Regions from separate parts of the Hordeum vulgare genome. Here region 1 is linked to region 2. The links are chromatin contacts, called in public HiChIP or PLAC-seq maps. All regions are on one chromosome and are shown on one strand. Each heading gives the region's core, a stretch centred on a gene start, on an enhancer-like site or on the middle of the called end of the contact. The rest is flanking DNA. Distances are from core to core; before and after follow the strand shown. Region 1 holds the start of LOC123448836 (peptide chain release factor PrfB2, chloroplastic). Region 2 holds the start of LOC123448835.

The links. HiChIP or PLAC-seq counts read pairs in DNA pulled down with a chosen protein or histone mark.
Region 1: a contact with region 2 is called in an H3K4me3 HiChIP or PLAC-seq map of embryo, with 5 times the contacts expected there. The contact joins the promoter of LOC123448836 here to the promoter of LOC123448835 in region 2. A contact is called at or near these places in 1 of 6 Hi-C or Micro-C datasets (leaf) and 1 of 1 datasets of contacts at active chromatin or transcription factors (embryo).

Annotation. Positions count from the first base shown.
Region 1 is chr4H:431,188,235-431,195,669 of MorexV3_pseudomolecules_assembly, forward strand. LOC123448836 (peptide chain release factor PrfB2, chloroplastic) reads left to right here and starts at 5,400. Exons shown (of 7, transcript XM_045125857.1): 1 at 5,400-5,885; 2 at 6,263-6,475; 3 at 6,606-6,707; 4 at 6,870-7,007; 5 at 7,231-7,435. The coding sequence starts at 5,535.
Region 2 is chr4H:430,931,527-430,938,639 of MorexV3_pseudomolecules_assembly, forward strand. LOC123448835 reads left to right here and starts at 5,033. Exons shown (of 4, transcript XR_006631933.1): 1 at 5,033-5,415; 2 at 5,568-5,943; 3 at 6,087-6,288. It overlaps LOC123448834 (outer envelope pore protein 16-2, chloroplastic), which reads left to right and starts at 2,608. Exons shown (of 6, transcript XM_045125855.1): 1 at 2,608-2,938; 2 at 3,029-3,080; 3 at 3,189-3,260; 4 at 3,371-3,405; 5 at 3,503-3,536; 6 at 3,625-4,293. The coding sequence starts at 2,816. The coding sequence ends at 3,836.

The DNA.
Region 1 (7,435 bases), core at 4,150-6,649, 260 kb after region 2:
ACTATATGTCCTTGTGATCATCTCCAAATTTAATCAGATTTTCTAAGGCAGAAAAGTATTTTTCCATGTAGGAATACCAATTCCAGCCTCAGAATTGGACATGTTATTTAATTAGGAAAATAATTACAAAAATAATTATTTTTGTGGTTTTGGAATAGAAAGATAATTTGAAATAAGATCACCAACTTTGAGTAGAAGCACTGCTTGCTATCAAGGGCATGTAGTGCAACTCAAGGTAGGGTTTTACCTTGATTAGAAGTAAGTAAGGGTTTTTGGAAATCAATGTTTTATGAAATAGGGTTTTATGATCACATGATGAGCACACAAGCATACAATGACAATCATGGCACTCACAACATTAGTCTTGAAAAAGTTTTAACAAGTTCAGATTTTCACAATACAGATAAGTGATAGCAAAAACAGGGTGTGACAATGAGGTAGTGCTAGAAATGTCCTTGGGAACCCACTCAACCTTGGCTTGGGGTTCTTCTTCAAATGAGTCAATGTCCTCTTGAAGATTTCCCTTGCCCTTGTGGTCTTGTGGTAGAAGGTCATCTTGTGAGCTTGTTCCCTTGGGAGGAGTAGGATAATACTTACCCTCTTGAGGAACAAACTTGGGAATGGGATATGGACCTTCTTCCCAAATATCTCCGTTGACGTTGAAGTAGCCAATACCTTGCTTCTTCCAATGTCCTCCTTGCTTGCGCACAATTTCCTCGAATTGCTTACTTCCGGCAAGATTCTTGAAGACACCTCTCTTTATAATACCTTTTAATAAATAATTTTCTTGCTCAAATGTAACTTGGCTAAGAGAATCATTAGTGGAATCAGGAGAGCTACTAGAAAAAAATATACCATTTGATTTAGCTTTAGCATTGTTGTTACTAGATGAAGAAACTTTCTTGCCTTTGTTACTAGTGTTCTTGGGTTTAACTTGTGGATCAAAAAGTAGAGAAGAGTAATCATTTGGCTAGATAAGAGGAACTCTTCTTTCGAAGATCATCATTGATTGCTTTTAGGAACTCATGCTCTTGCTCTAAATTTAGCTTCTCGAAGCGTAGCTTCTCATGAGTTCTTGCAAGCTCTCTATGATCTTCTAGAGTAGTTTCATGAGCTAACTTAAGAGTGTCTAATTCTTTAGTTACTCGTTCAGTCTCTTTCTTACCATCATCATTCAATTTCTCTTGACTAGTATGATAATTAGCAAGTTCATTTTCAATGTTATCATTAGTCTTATCAAAGAGCAAGTCATCTTCCCCTAACAAGTCATCCTCATCACTATCAAAGTCAAAATACTCGGGGTGTGATACCTTGGGGCCTTTTTCCATGAAGGAGTTTCCAATCCCTTCATTTGGTGAATCAAATAAGTCGTAGGAGTTGGAGGAAACAAGTGCAATGCTGGCAACACCTTCATCTTGACCATAGTTAGAGTTGGAGTGATAACTTCTCTCGGAGTGATTGTCAGACTCGGAGCCAAAAATCCATTCACCAACATGAGCTTGATGTCTTCTTCTTGAACTACTCTTGGTGTACTTGTCCTTCTTCTTCGATTCTATGCCTCTTCGGGAGTGTCTTTGTTCATAATGATCTTCTCTACTTCTTCTCTCTCTCCGAGGTGACTCGTCTCTTGAGCTTCGTCTTCTAGTTGACTCTTCTCTTCGTTTGTGGGGAGCTGAGCACTCATTGGAAAAGTGTCATGGCTTTCCACAGTTGTAGCAGTTTTGGTCACGACTAGACGAATTCTCATCATATCTTGAGCTTGAGATTCTCTCTTCGCCTCTACTCTTGTAGAACTTGCTGAATTTTCTAACCATGAGGCCGATCTCTTCATTGGTAATAAGGTTGCCACTTGAAGTAGCGGGAGCATTGACTGAAGCTTTGTAAACACCGCTTGACTTTTTGTGCAACTCATCTTTGTCTTTGAGAGACATTTCATGAGCAATAATCCTTCCGATGACTTTAGTAGGCTTGAGATCCTTGTAGTTGGGCATCATTTGGATTAATGTGCACATGGTGTCGTATCTTCCATCCAAAGCACTAAGTATCTTCTTGGTGATGAATTTGTCGGTCATCTCTTCACTTCCTAAGCCGGCAATCTCATTTGTCATGAGAGCTAGCCTAGAATACATCTCAACGACTCCTTCACCATCCTTCATCTTGAACTTGTCAAGCTGACTTTGAAGCACATCCAACTTAGATTCTCCGGCAGAATCAGTACCTTTGTGCATATCGATCAAAGCATCCCAAATTTCCTTTGCATTCTCAAGGCGACTGATTTTGTTGAATTCTTCGGGACACAAGCAGTTGAATAGGATGTCACGGGCTTGAGCATTGAATTGCAACATCTTCAGTTCTTGTGTTGTGGCATCATGATTTGGTTCTCTTCCTTCTCTCAAGAAAGCACCTTGCACACCAACAAGAACAATAGCCCAAACGGCATGATTATGACCAAGAATTTGCATTTTCATTTTATGCTTCCAACAAGCAAAATTAGTGCCATCGAAAGACCTCTACGGTGATAATTTCCCTCACTAGATGCCATACTCTCCTAGGTTGTGAAACCAATGCAATGGAGAACAAAGCTCTGATACCACTTGTAGGATCAAAAGTATGTCTAGAGGGGGGGGGGGGTGATTAGACTACTTGACAAGATAAAAACTTGTCCTTTTGCCAATTTGAAGTGTGGGCCAGTTTTAGTGACTATGACTAGTCAAGTACACCCTACACATGCATATCTAAGAGTATTGCAGCGAAAAGTAAAACATGCAAGTGTAAAGTATAGGGTAAGGTAGGGAGATCAAACGCAAAGGTTGACACGACGATTTTTGGCATGGTTTCGATAGGTGGCGCTATCGTACGTCTATGTTAGTGGAGAGTTCAACCCACGGAGGGTAATGGCTGCGAGAGTCCACGGAGGGATCCACCCACAAGGGGTCCACGAAGAAGTGACCTTGTCTATTCCACCACGGCTTCCATCCACACATGACTAGCCTCACTTACGGCAGATCTTCATGAAGTAGGCGATCTCCTTGCCCTTACAAACATCTTGGTTCAACTCCACAACACGAAGTAGGAGGCTCCCAAGAGACACCTAACCAATCTAAGAGGCACCACCTTCCATAAAGTAATAGATGTGTTAGAACGATGAACTCCTTGCTCTTGTGTATCAAAAGAAAGTCTCCTCAACACTCACACACACTCTCTCATATTTGGCAGGGGTAGGAGAGATTGATCTTGTGGAAAGCAACTTTGGGAGGCTAGAAATCAAGGTTCAAATGATTGGAATGGAATCTCTTGATCTCAACACATGAGTAGGTGGATCTCGCTCAGAAAAGTGGACCTGGCAAGTGTAAGTGTGTTCTGAGTGTTTCCTCTACGAATGAGAGGTAGGTGGAGGGGTATATATAGGCATCCCCCAAAATCCATCTGTTACAACATTATTGCCCAACTCAGTGACATCAAAATGAATCTCGGTGGTACCGAGTTGCACTAAATGTGGCAACTTAGGTGAGACCGATATAGGAATCTCGATGGTACCAATACGATGACCTAGACCGGTTTCCAAACTCGATGAGACCGATTTCAAACTCGGAAATTCTGAAACTTTAAATCATCTCAACAGAATGTTGGTCACCCAATCTCGATGACACTGATAGGAATGTTGGTTGTACCGAGATGGTGGGTTTGGCATATGATCTGTCTAAGTGTAAAGTCGGTATGGCCGAGTAGGAAATATTGGTGACACCGATTTTGCATATGTGGCTTGGGACAGATATATTTTGTGGGAAAGTGGCTGAGTATTTTCCGTGGCTATCTCTAAGCACTTGAGCAACCAATTCATCATAATACCTCATCCATTTTAATAGTATTGGCTTTCCTATGGACTCAAAGTGATTTCTCACAAAGTATAAAATGAAGAGTCTTCTTGCTTGAAGCTTTAACCAATCCTATTCCTTCCTTGTATCAAAGGGGCATCTCCACACAATCCTATAGCCAAAGCATATTTGTTTTTTTTTTGAAATGTACTTGAATAAACTCATTAGTCCAATGATGCATATGTTGTGATTAATTACCAAAACCACTACCAGCATAAGTACTCCAGAGGCCTCAAATTTATGGCATGGGGACATGAGACTTCTGTGAGGACCTAACGTGCACTCCAAGATTGTTGATAGATTCAACATGCATTCATAGATGGCAACCGACCATGTATGACCCGACATACCCCCGACGCCTATATAAGCCGGAGGGTTTAGTCCGTAGAGGCATAGATTCTTTCATCATCATCGTTAGGGGTTTAGACCACAACTCACGATCTCGAGGTATATCCACTTCTTACTTTGATACATCCATAATACAAATAAGAGCAAGAGTAGGGTTTTACCTCCATCGAAAGGACCTGAACGTGGGTAAAAACACTGAGTCCCTTGTCTCCTGTTACCCATCGATCTGATCTAATAGCTCAAGCCCCCCTACCCGAGGTCTATCGGTTTTGACACCGACATCGATCCAAGTGTGCACAAACAAGGTTGGACACACAAATCCTTTATAGTCACACACGCTCAACTCGTGTATGCAACACGTCAACTATGGCGCATGCGCACGTCAGGTGGCGTGGGGTGAGGCGCCATGGCACGCTGGTTTCAGCGACACGTCCCAACACATTGTTGACCACGTCGATAAGCATGACGAATAGTGTGGAGGGAAGTGGATCACCCTGCTGGAGGTGAAAGTGAGGTGAGAGGACTAGTCCAAGTGCACACGCGATAAATGTTGAAATCTCGGAGGCTGGTCTACTTGCCAGTGATCATATGACGGAATTGATAAGCTCCATACGTCATGTCCTTCACTCTTTCCAACTTGCACAAGCATCGTTGGCATGCGGTGTTGCACTTTTGTTATTTATGGCTTCGATATAAGGAACCTCGCTTGTGTTAGTTAGCATAGGCATTACCCTAACGTTTGTACTCCCTCCGTTCCTAAATATAAGTCTTTGTAGAGATTTCACTAATAGACTACATACGGATGTATATAGACATACTTTAGAGTATAGATTCAATCATTTTGCTCCGTATGTAGACACCTATTAAAACCGCTTAAAAGACTTATATTTAGGAATGGAGGGAGTACATACTATAGGCAAACATTTCTTTCAAAAAAAATGCTTGCCCATATTGTGCATTTTTACCCTGCAGGTTCAAGGCATTACACTAGATATTTTGTAGAGTTTTTTTTGTCACAAACTTACATGAATGTCATTCGACGATAAACTTGGCAAGCATTCAAAACTTCTAAATCAGCACAAAAAACAGTTTAAAAAATCGGATCAACGGTTGAAGAGGACTTTGGTTCGAGGCATAACTTCTCTCTAAAAACAGCCGAAAATAGGGCTGGGCCAAGAAAAAAACATTTTCCATAGAGAGTCGCCTTCCGCCAGCGAAAACGTCTTTCGTTATTCCGGTTCATCCAACAGGAAATACAAGCTAGCACTACTTGTCGAGCCCTCCCCGCAGCCAGCGTCGGAGTAGACGGGAATGGCTTCCCGCCTCCTAACCAGATCAACGGCCGCGGTCCTCGTCTCCCACCTCCGCTCCAGGACGCCGAATCCTACCCACCACCTCCTCACACATGGAGCTGCCATGTCCTCCCTCCTGGGACCCACTCATGGCGTTCCTGCCACCGTCAGATCACGCCCCCTCCTGGAGCCGACTCGGTGGTTCTCTTCGCCGGCGCCCGTGGTGGAGGCGCCGAGGACGGTTGACGGCCTGACTGTCGACTCTATTGCCGACAAGGGGTGGACGATCCTCGCCGATGCCGAGAGCGACTGGCGGAGCCACGCCGCCGCCGTCGCGCAGTCCATCAGGCTTATTAAGAAGCGTCTCAAGGTCCAATCTTGTACGACACTTGTTGCCCTCTGTCTTCCGTACTCGAAATCGACCAGGGCGTCGAGTGTTATTGATTTGTAGGGTTGGGGTGTGCATCTGATGTGCTTGTTTCTTTCGGGCATATCGACAAACACCTACCGTTCGTTCTCAGGTGCACGCGTATGTCTGTGCGCATGTGCAACGATCTCTGTTCAAGCTCATTTTTGCATAGTTCCAGGTAGCTAGAGTGGCGCAGGATCAGGTGTTGGAATGTGTTTATGTGGACTTACCACATTTTTTGCGTAGCTGTTGGTAGAGTGGCTGTGTATAGATGTTGGAATGTCTTTGTGTGGACTTGCTTCTGTTAAGCTTCTTGAATTGGGTTTTAATTTTCGCAGTGGAAATGGTTACTGGAGAGGTCGAAGCAGTTGGCTGTGGTATTGGAGAAGCCAGACCTCTGGGAGGATCCAGTTTTTGCTGGGAAGGTTAGTCGTGAACAAGGCGAGCTCATGGGCAAGATTAAGTCAGTGAATCAATTCGAGCAACAGTTGATGGAGCACATCGATATGTTGAGGCTTGCACGTGACGAGGGTGACAATGAACTTGAGACGGTGAATACATTGCTTCTTGTACATAATTACATTGTATTGAGCTCCAAACACACTTACATGGATCTTTGCTGGAACCCTTCATGGTGCAAACTAGCTGCTTGTTTTATAGCCGGTTAACTATCCTGTGCAGGAATCCATGAGAGCATTGGCCGATATGAGAAGAGAAGCAAAGGAGAAAGAACTCAACGCATTGCTTTCTGGAGATAATGACCCTTACCCTTGCTTCATTGAGGTATGTTCGTCTCGTTATCTTAAGCAATTCTTATTTCTTAGTGCAGTGCTCACTCTATAACTCTGTAGCCTGTACAGTAGCCCAAAAATTGGAACAGTAATGTTTCTTTTAAGCTTTATAGTAATGTTATTAGTGGCATTCCTTGCATGATCCCATAACCAGGTCCAAGCAGGAGCCGGTGGCGTTGAGAGCATGGATTGGGCTGCCATGGTTATGAACATGTACAAATCATGGGCTCAGCGACGGGGATACAGAGTCACTGTAATAGAAGAAATGCCTGGTGAACTAGCAGGAATCAAGGTTTGCCCGTTTATTTTTTCATCGCTTCCCAGCACTGAATCCAGTCAGTTCACCACTTTATTCATAATTACTACCAGTTTTATCCATTTATAGAGATGACAACGAATGTGAAATCAAGCCATGTGCACATTAAGCTCTCATTTCTTTTTACTATCTGTTAACTTTTCATTTGAGGCCGATTTTAGCAAACTGTTGATCTTATACTGAATACCTGCCATTCCAGAGGGCTACTATCAAAGTTGACGGTGAGTATGCATTTGGATATGCCAAATCTGAAATAGGAGTTCACAGATTAGTGCGGATTTCTCCATTTGACAGTGGAAAGCGGCGGCACACTTCCTTTGCTGCTGTCGCTGTAATACCTATTCTTGGTGAGTCCTCTAGCCGATACCAGATAAATGAATCGGATCTTCGGATAGAACGCTTCC
Region 2 (7,113 bases), core at 3,783-6,282:
AAGATCTTATCGTTTGAACCTCAGTGCCAAGGATTCATATAATCCCGTATGTCATTCCCTTTGTCCTTCGGTATGTTACTTGCCCGAGATTCGATCGTCAGTATCCGCATACCTATTTCAATCTCGTTTACCGGCAAGTCTCTTTACTCGTTCCGTAATACAAGATCCCGCAACTTACACTAAGTCACATTGCTTGCAAGGCTTGTGTGTGATGTTGTATTACCGAGTGGGCCCCGAGATACGTCTCCGTCACACGGAGTGACAAATCCCAATCTTGATTCATACTAACTCAACTAACACCTTCGGAGATACCTGTAGAGCATCTTTATAGTCACCCAGTTACGTTGCGATGTTTGATACACATAAAGTATTCCTCCGGTGTCAGTGAGTTATATGATCTCATGGTCATAGGAATAAGTACTTGACACGCAGAAAACAGTAGCAACAAAATGACACGATCAACATGCTACGTCTATTAGTTTGGGTCTAGTCCATCACGTGATTCTCCTAATGACGTGATCCAGTTATCAAGCAACAACACTTTGTTCATAATCAGAAGACACTGACTATCTTTGATCAACTGGCTAGCCAACTAGAGGCTTGCTAGGGACGGTGTTTTGCCTATGTATCCACACATGTAAATGAGTCTTCATTCAATACAATTATAGCATGGATAATAAACGATTATCTTGATGCAGGAATTATAATAATAACTATATTTATTATTGCCTCTAGGGCATAATTCCAACATCAGATACCTCAGATTTTACAATAAAGAATTTGTAACCAATGCTATGAAAAACATAGCCTAAGAAAACACAATCCACAGTTTTTGGTTCAAGTTTTCTCTTCTTTGGAATTGGTATGTTGACTTTTGCGAGCAGCCCCAAGTTCGTAGGTACGGGAGTTTTAACCTTTTCTTCTCTCATTCCTCGAATGGAGTTATCTCTTTATTCTTTGTAGAAACTCGGTTTAGGACATGACATGTACTCCATATCGCCTCCCCCCACCATGCCTTGGAGAACCCTGGTGCGCATTTTCAGAGTTTCGATTTTATTGTTTTATAATGCCTTATAAAAATGTTATTTCGGGCCAAATTTTTGCATGTGCTTCGAACTTTGATCAATGTTGCTTAAAAAATTCAGAATTGTTTGAATGTTTTTTGGACTTTTTGATTTTACTTTCATCGAGCTCATTTGAGCTCGGGAGTAGAAGGGCATTGAAAAAAATAGAATGTATCCCTTTGTAAAGAAATATAAGAGCGTTTATTTTCCTACTTTTGGGATTTAAACGTGCTTATATTTCTTTACCTAGGGATTAGTATCAAAAATTGTTGTCTCAACTAAACTAAACGTAGCTTAAATAGTTAGGTTCCTTGTGGTGAAATCAATACTTCGGGGTTGAAGTGTTAAATTTAACAACATTCGTATTTTTATGTTTATGTTAAACTTTCCGACTATGTTCATTACAAGGCACATATTGTTACCTCGTCAATCTCAAAATGTAATATCAGACAATATCTTAAAGGTGTTCATAGAAATACTTAAATAATAACTGATATATGTATAGCAGTAAACACTTCGATCCTGACTTTCTATAACTAGAGTTGTCACCCAAAAAGAAAAAGAAAAAACCTAAAAAAAAAAACTGAAACTTGCCGTAAAAAAAAAGTTATTATGCTTAACAACTAAATTTGCATCACTGAACCTGATATCCTTGCGTCATCAAATTCGTCCTAAAAACGTTCGAAGCTAATAGTGTTCGTGTTATACGTGGTACGAGTACGTGGTCGTCTGTGATTGTACGTTAAAAAAAGTAAACGTTTGTGGCTGGAGCGTCGACTGAACCGTTCGATCGGCCATTCGCGGCTCGCGCGTCTGAGAGCAGCCTTGCAACATTGTTTTAGTGCAGATTTGTAACAATCATGTATAAATTTGATACACTGGTCCACATATGCAACCCTTTTAATGCAAATTTTGCTACAAACGCGGTTAAATTTGCTACAAGCCTTTTTCTATTTTGTTGCAACTTGTTCATTAAAAAAATTACATTCACGTTTGGTTGCAACTCGAGTTCGTTGAATTTTTTTGCTACAACCGACGTTTGATTTTTGCTACAATCATGTTAATTTTTGGTACAACCGGCATCATTTTTTGCTGCATTCGTTTAATAAAATAATTGCATACACGTTTGTCAGAGTTGCAACCCGAGTTCATCGGATTGTTTTGCTACAACTTTTTTTTGTTTTGCTATCACACATCATCAACTTCATTTTTTTGCTATGATTACGTAGATATTTTTTAGATACAATTTTTTTTTACAACCATTGACAAAATGGCTGCATCATGAACGAAATTTATTACATTAAAAAATTACTGCATAAAAATGTAACGACGCGGGCCGCGTACAGCTGCCGGATTGGACGACGCACGAACGATCGGCCGAACGATCCGACCGACGCGCCGGCGCACAGCTCTTAAAAAAAATGGTGCGTGGAGAAACGGGTCAGTCCTGAACTGAACTGATACCGTGAATCACGAGCGCACTAGCGCATGTTCCAGAAGAGCGCCACGAGTAACCGCGAGAGACCACGCGTCCGTGGCGCTGGCATACGTGTCGCGTCTGGTTCTCGGGTTCTGGTCGTCTCGCTGTCGATCTGTGCCTAGGCGACTGGTGGTGCGCTGCTCCCTACCTCGGGCTTCAAAGAATCAAAGTTCACTCCCTCGTTCCTTTGCCACCATTGTACTACACGCACAGCCTGCAGTGCTTGTGCATTTCTCCGTAGCTTAGCATTGCGTAGGGAAAAGGGAGAAAGATGAGCAGCCACGAGGCGCGCAAGTTCGTGGAGGAGGTGCGCGGCCTGGAGAAGAACTGGATGCTCGAACTCGGCCACCCGCTCCTCAACCGCGTCGCCGACAGCTTCGTCAAGGCCGCCGGGGTATCCATTCTGCTATGTGCTGTACTACTCTTGCTCCATCGTTCGTATGATGCGTAATTTGTTGTGAAGATAACACTCCTGCGATGACAGATCGGCGCGATGCAGGCCGTCGCGCGGGACTCCTACTTTATGGCCATCGAAGGTAACAGACCATTCATGCTAGTGTCATCAGAACAACTGCTGCTTCGGCTGCTGGCCTATGTAGATGTGTCACTCTGTTTTTGGCCCTGGGTTAATTTTGCTGCTGCAGGCGAATCTGGGGGCACCGGAGCGGTGTCTGACGCGACCGGCAGCAGGAAACGGACGTTCCCGGACCTCAATGGTAACTCCACTTTTCACTTATCAGAACTGATTGGCGATTTGATTTCTACTCATTTCAGACTGATTGACGTACGTCTCCTTCTCCTTTTTTTTTTCTTTTTGATTGGAAAGGAGGGACGAGCAACAGCAAGTCAGCGGAGGACATGGTAAGCAGGCAACGCCCACTTCTTCCTACCAAGAACACCGTCATTTTGGTACTGTCATTCGTGCTTCCTTAATCACGTTTTCTGTTGCTCTTCTCAGGTGAAAAGCGTGAGCAAGGAGTCGTTCCAGTGGGGTAAACAGTGCCCCCTTTTTTGCTTATGTTACTGCGGGCACTTGAGGTTGTCGAGCGTTGTTAATGTTGGAAGACTCGATGATTGCAGGGCTCGCGGCAGGGATGCACTCCGGCCTCACCTACGGACTGACGGAGGTGCGCGGGGCCCACGACTGGAAGAACAGCGCGCTGGCGGGCGCCGTCACCGGCGCGGCGGTCGCGCTGACCTCGGACAACGCATCGCATGAGCGGATTGTGCAGTGCGCCATCACCGGCGCCGCGCTGTCCGCCGCCGCCAACGTGCTCTCGGACATAGTTTAGGCCTCGTTTGGTTAAGGGGGATTGGGAAGGTTTTGAGAGGGAGGAATTTCACGGGATTGGGTGAATCCTTTTTTTCACCCAATCCTGTCAAATCCCGGGGTTTTGCTTCCACTCCTCCTCTGAGGAGGGTTTTGAAACACATGAATAGGAATGGATTAAAGGGGAACGGAGGGGATTGGCCTAAGCAAACCAATCCTACCAAATGGACGCGCGAGGATCTGTGGGGTTTCTGGGTCCTCGGGGATTTTCCTCTCAAACCCTTCCCAATCCACATTAACCAAACGAGGCATTAGGGAGTTCATACCACTCGATGGCTCCGGCGGAAGTCGAGGGGTAGTAGTATGCGAAATGGACTTGTTTAGGCGACCTGTTCCCTTCTTACGATCTCGGTGTAGCCAGTTGGAATAATAACTGTTATCATGTACGCTTTGCCTTTAGACCAGGATCTCTATTGCCATATTATCTGGGGTTCTCCTTCCATCCAGATTTCTGTTTTAACAAAATTACTTCCTCCATTTCCTTATTCCTTAATAAGTTTTTTTTTGTTCTTATAAAATTCTACTTATACTTCCTCCGTTCCTAAATATATCTTTTTCTAGATGTTTCATTAGTGGACTTACATATAGATGTATATAAATATATTTTAGAGCCCTAATAAAATCTTTTTAAATGACTTGGAACGGAGGGAGTACAATGTCAAGTGCATTTCTTCTGGTCTCTCCATCCTCACAATTGGAAAATATCTCTCTCCTGATAGTAGCAAAAGAAGAAAAATATCTCTCGGTTGGATGTATCTTTTTTTTTTCTTTTCCTTACTAACTGATTTACTTGTCACTAACCAATAACTTTTGTCAAGCGTGAGTTTGTCCTAATGTGTGTCTATAATTATGTGTATTGGTCATCAACGAAGTTTGTCCTAATGTGTGTCTATAATTGTGTGTATTGGTCACCAATCAATGAATTTGTCAAGTCTCTACAATTAAAGGAGATCTACCGTGATGGTTCGATCACGAAAGGTCCCCTCGTTAGTTTCATCGATTTTTTCCATTCCTTCAAAAACAAATTGATTATTGTCGCAAAAAAAAACAAATTGATTAAATATAGGAAAAAATCGATTCACATAGAAAACCCTCTACCTCCCTGTCGTGATGGTTCGACCTTCGACCCCCTGACTCTCCGGTCGCGCGATCGCTACTCCCCCGCCTCGGTCCCACTAGCGCACGTCGAAAAAGCCTGTAACGCAATCGCTACACACGCCGGCACGCACGCCTCTTCCAGTTCCCTACCCATGATTCCCCTACCCATACGTCGCTCCATCCAATACACAAGTCGCGCTTCCCATCCCTGGCCACTGGCCATCTCCTTCCATGTTGCGTTCACTGGCTTCCTTGCCGACCTGCGTCATCCACGTGTGCTCGCCCTCCGCCGGAACTCTTCGATGGCGTCTGAGAGAGGCCCAACCTGACACGCCTCGTGTTCAGGTCTCTCACACCCCGTCGGCAAGACGGTTCATCGTGTTGTCGATGGAGGCGACCGCTGAGGTGCAGGATTCAGAACTCGATGGCGGCGTATGGCCCAGGTGTAGTAACCTCCACTGTCTCCCCATCTTCCTCTCTCTGATTCGGCCGCCTGGGTTGGCCAGGACGTGGAGTTGAGTCACGTTGGCCGCTGTTGTCGGTTGTGCACGGAATCGAGGCAATCCCTTTTGACAACCACGATGCCGAGGTCCAGGTCTGGTCGCTCAATGTCGAAGGCGCGCTCGTCTGCACCGTGCATCGCTACGAGTTTTGCGCCCGCGGGGGGCGTCGCTGTCGCGCTGCTGCGGGCCTCCGGCGGGGTCGTCGATTGGAGCCGCCCCGACGCCCCCTCGATGGAGGAGGTGGTCGGGCCCAACGAGGTCGACTTCGTCGCAGGCGACGACACCTTCGCGTTCGGCTCCGGCGCGGGGGGCGCCGCGGTCGCGCTGGCGCGGGCTTCTGACGGGGCCGTCGACTGGAGCCGTCCCGACGCCCCCACGGTGAAGGAGGTGGTCGGGCCCAACGGTTTCGACTTTGTCGCCCACGACGGCAACCTGGCGTTCGGCTCCGGCGTCACGCACTTGTACATGGTAGGCCCTTTTTGAGCCGGTGGTCTTCGATGGTACTGACGGGGGCCTCACAGAGCTCCAGTTGCCGTTGGTCAGTGTTGTATGACTATTAGCTTTGCTGTTGCTTCATATTTTTGCTTCTGGTTGCTTGCTATGCGGTATAGGTGTGTGGTGGAGATCATTGGGCAGGTCAAGCTGCCGTGCTGAGGGTGCGTGGGCATTGCAAGAGATGGGGTGACGTTCCAACTCCCAAGAACGAGCTGGGATGGAAAAATGAGAAATTTAGGTGGCAATAAACCTTGAGACGATGAGGCGGTGGTGCAATGTGTTATCGCTTGTTTCTCTCTCTCTCTCTGATTCCTCCTGGTATCTCTCGTTCATTCCCCCCTTTATCTCTGCTAATTAATGTCTCTCTCCATGATTGAGGATACCAGTCATTAGAGATTGCTATTGCATGAACGTAGTTTGCTTGCTCATCGATCTCCTGGAGTGATTCAAACCTGCCACTTCACTTGTGCAAGGAACCCAGTAAGAAGTTACATTTTTAATTTTTAATTTTATTGTTGCTGGTTAGTTTATTGGTCATGTATGCCACAGTGATAATTAAGGATATACTGCAAGTACCGAGAAACTAATAAGTTGATTCAGAACAAATAGAACCGATTGATGATGGCAACACTCAAATATACCCCATGTGCTTCAAATGCCTAGAAATAGTGAGAGTGATTGGGTTAGCCGCTTCCCATCTCCAATGCCAGCAACATAAATGATTGTGATTCTAACGGGTTCAGATGCCATAATATGTATAGATCTACAACATAACAACAGACTTATGCAAGCTATTTTGACTATTTACTAAGAATGTGTGCAATAGTAAGTTAAAAACAGGAAACCATATTTTCTATTTCCCGTTAATTAACATGTCATCTCAGAAGGTGTGCAATTGATGATGCAACCAACTCATACCAAATTTACAAGACGTAAGTAACTAAACTGAAGCACGTCCACTCATATATTAGGACCATCAATTTACTTTAGTTACATGAACGGTTTGAGTTCTTGTTTTTATGAGATTCCACGCAGGTAGGGTATAATATACTATATCATGAGTGGATGAGCAGGAGAGTACTAAATAAAACTCTCGCATTGTTGGTTTCTTCTTTTCTTAATTAATTTGTATATTCGGTTGTA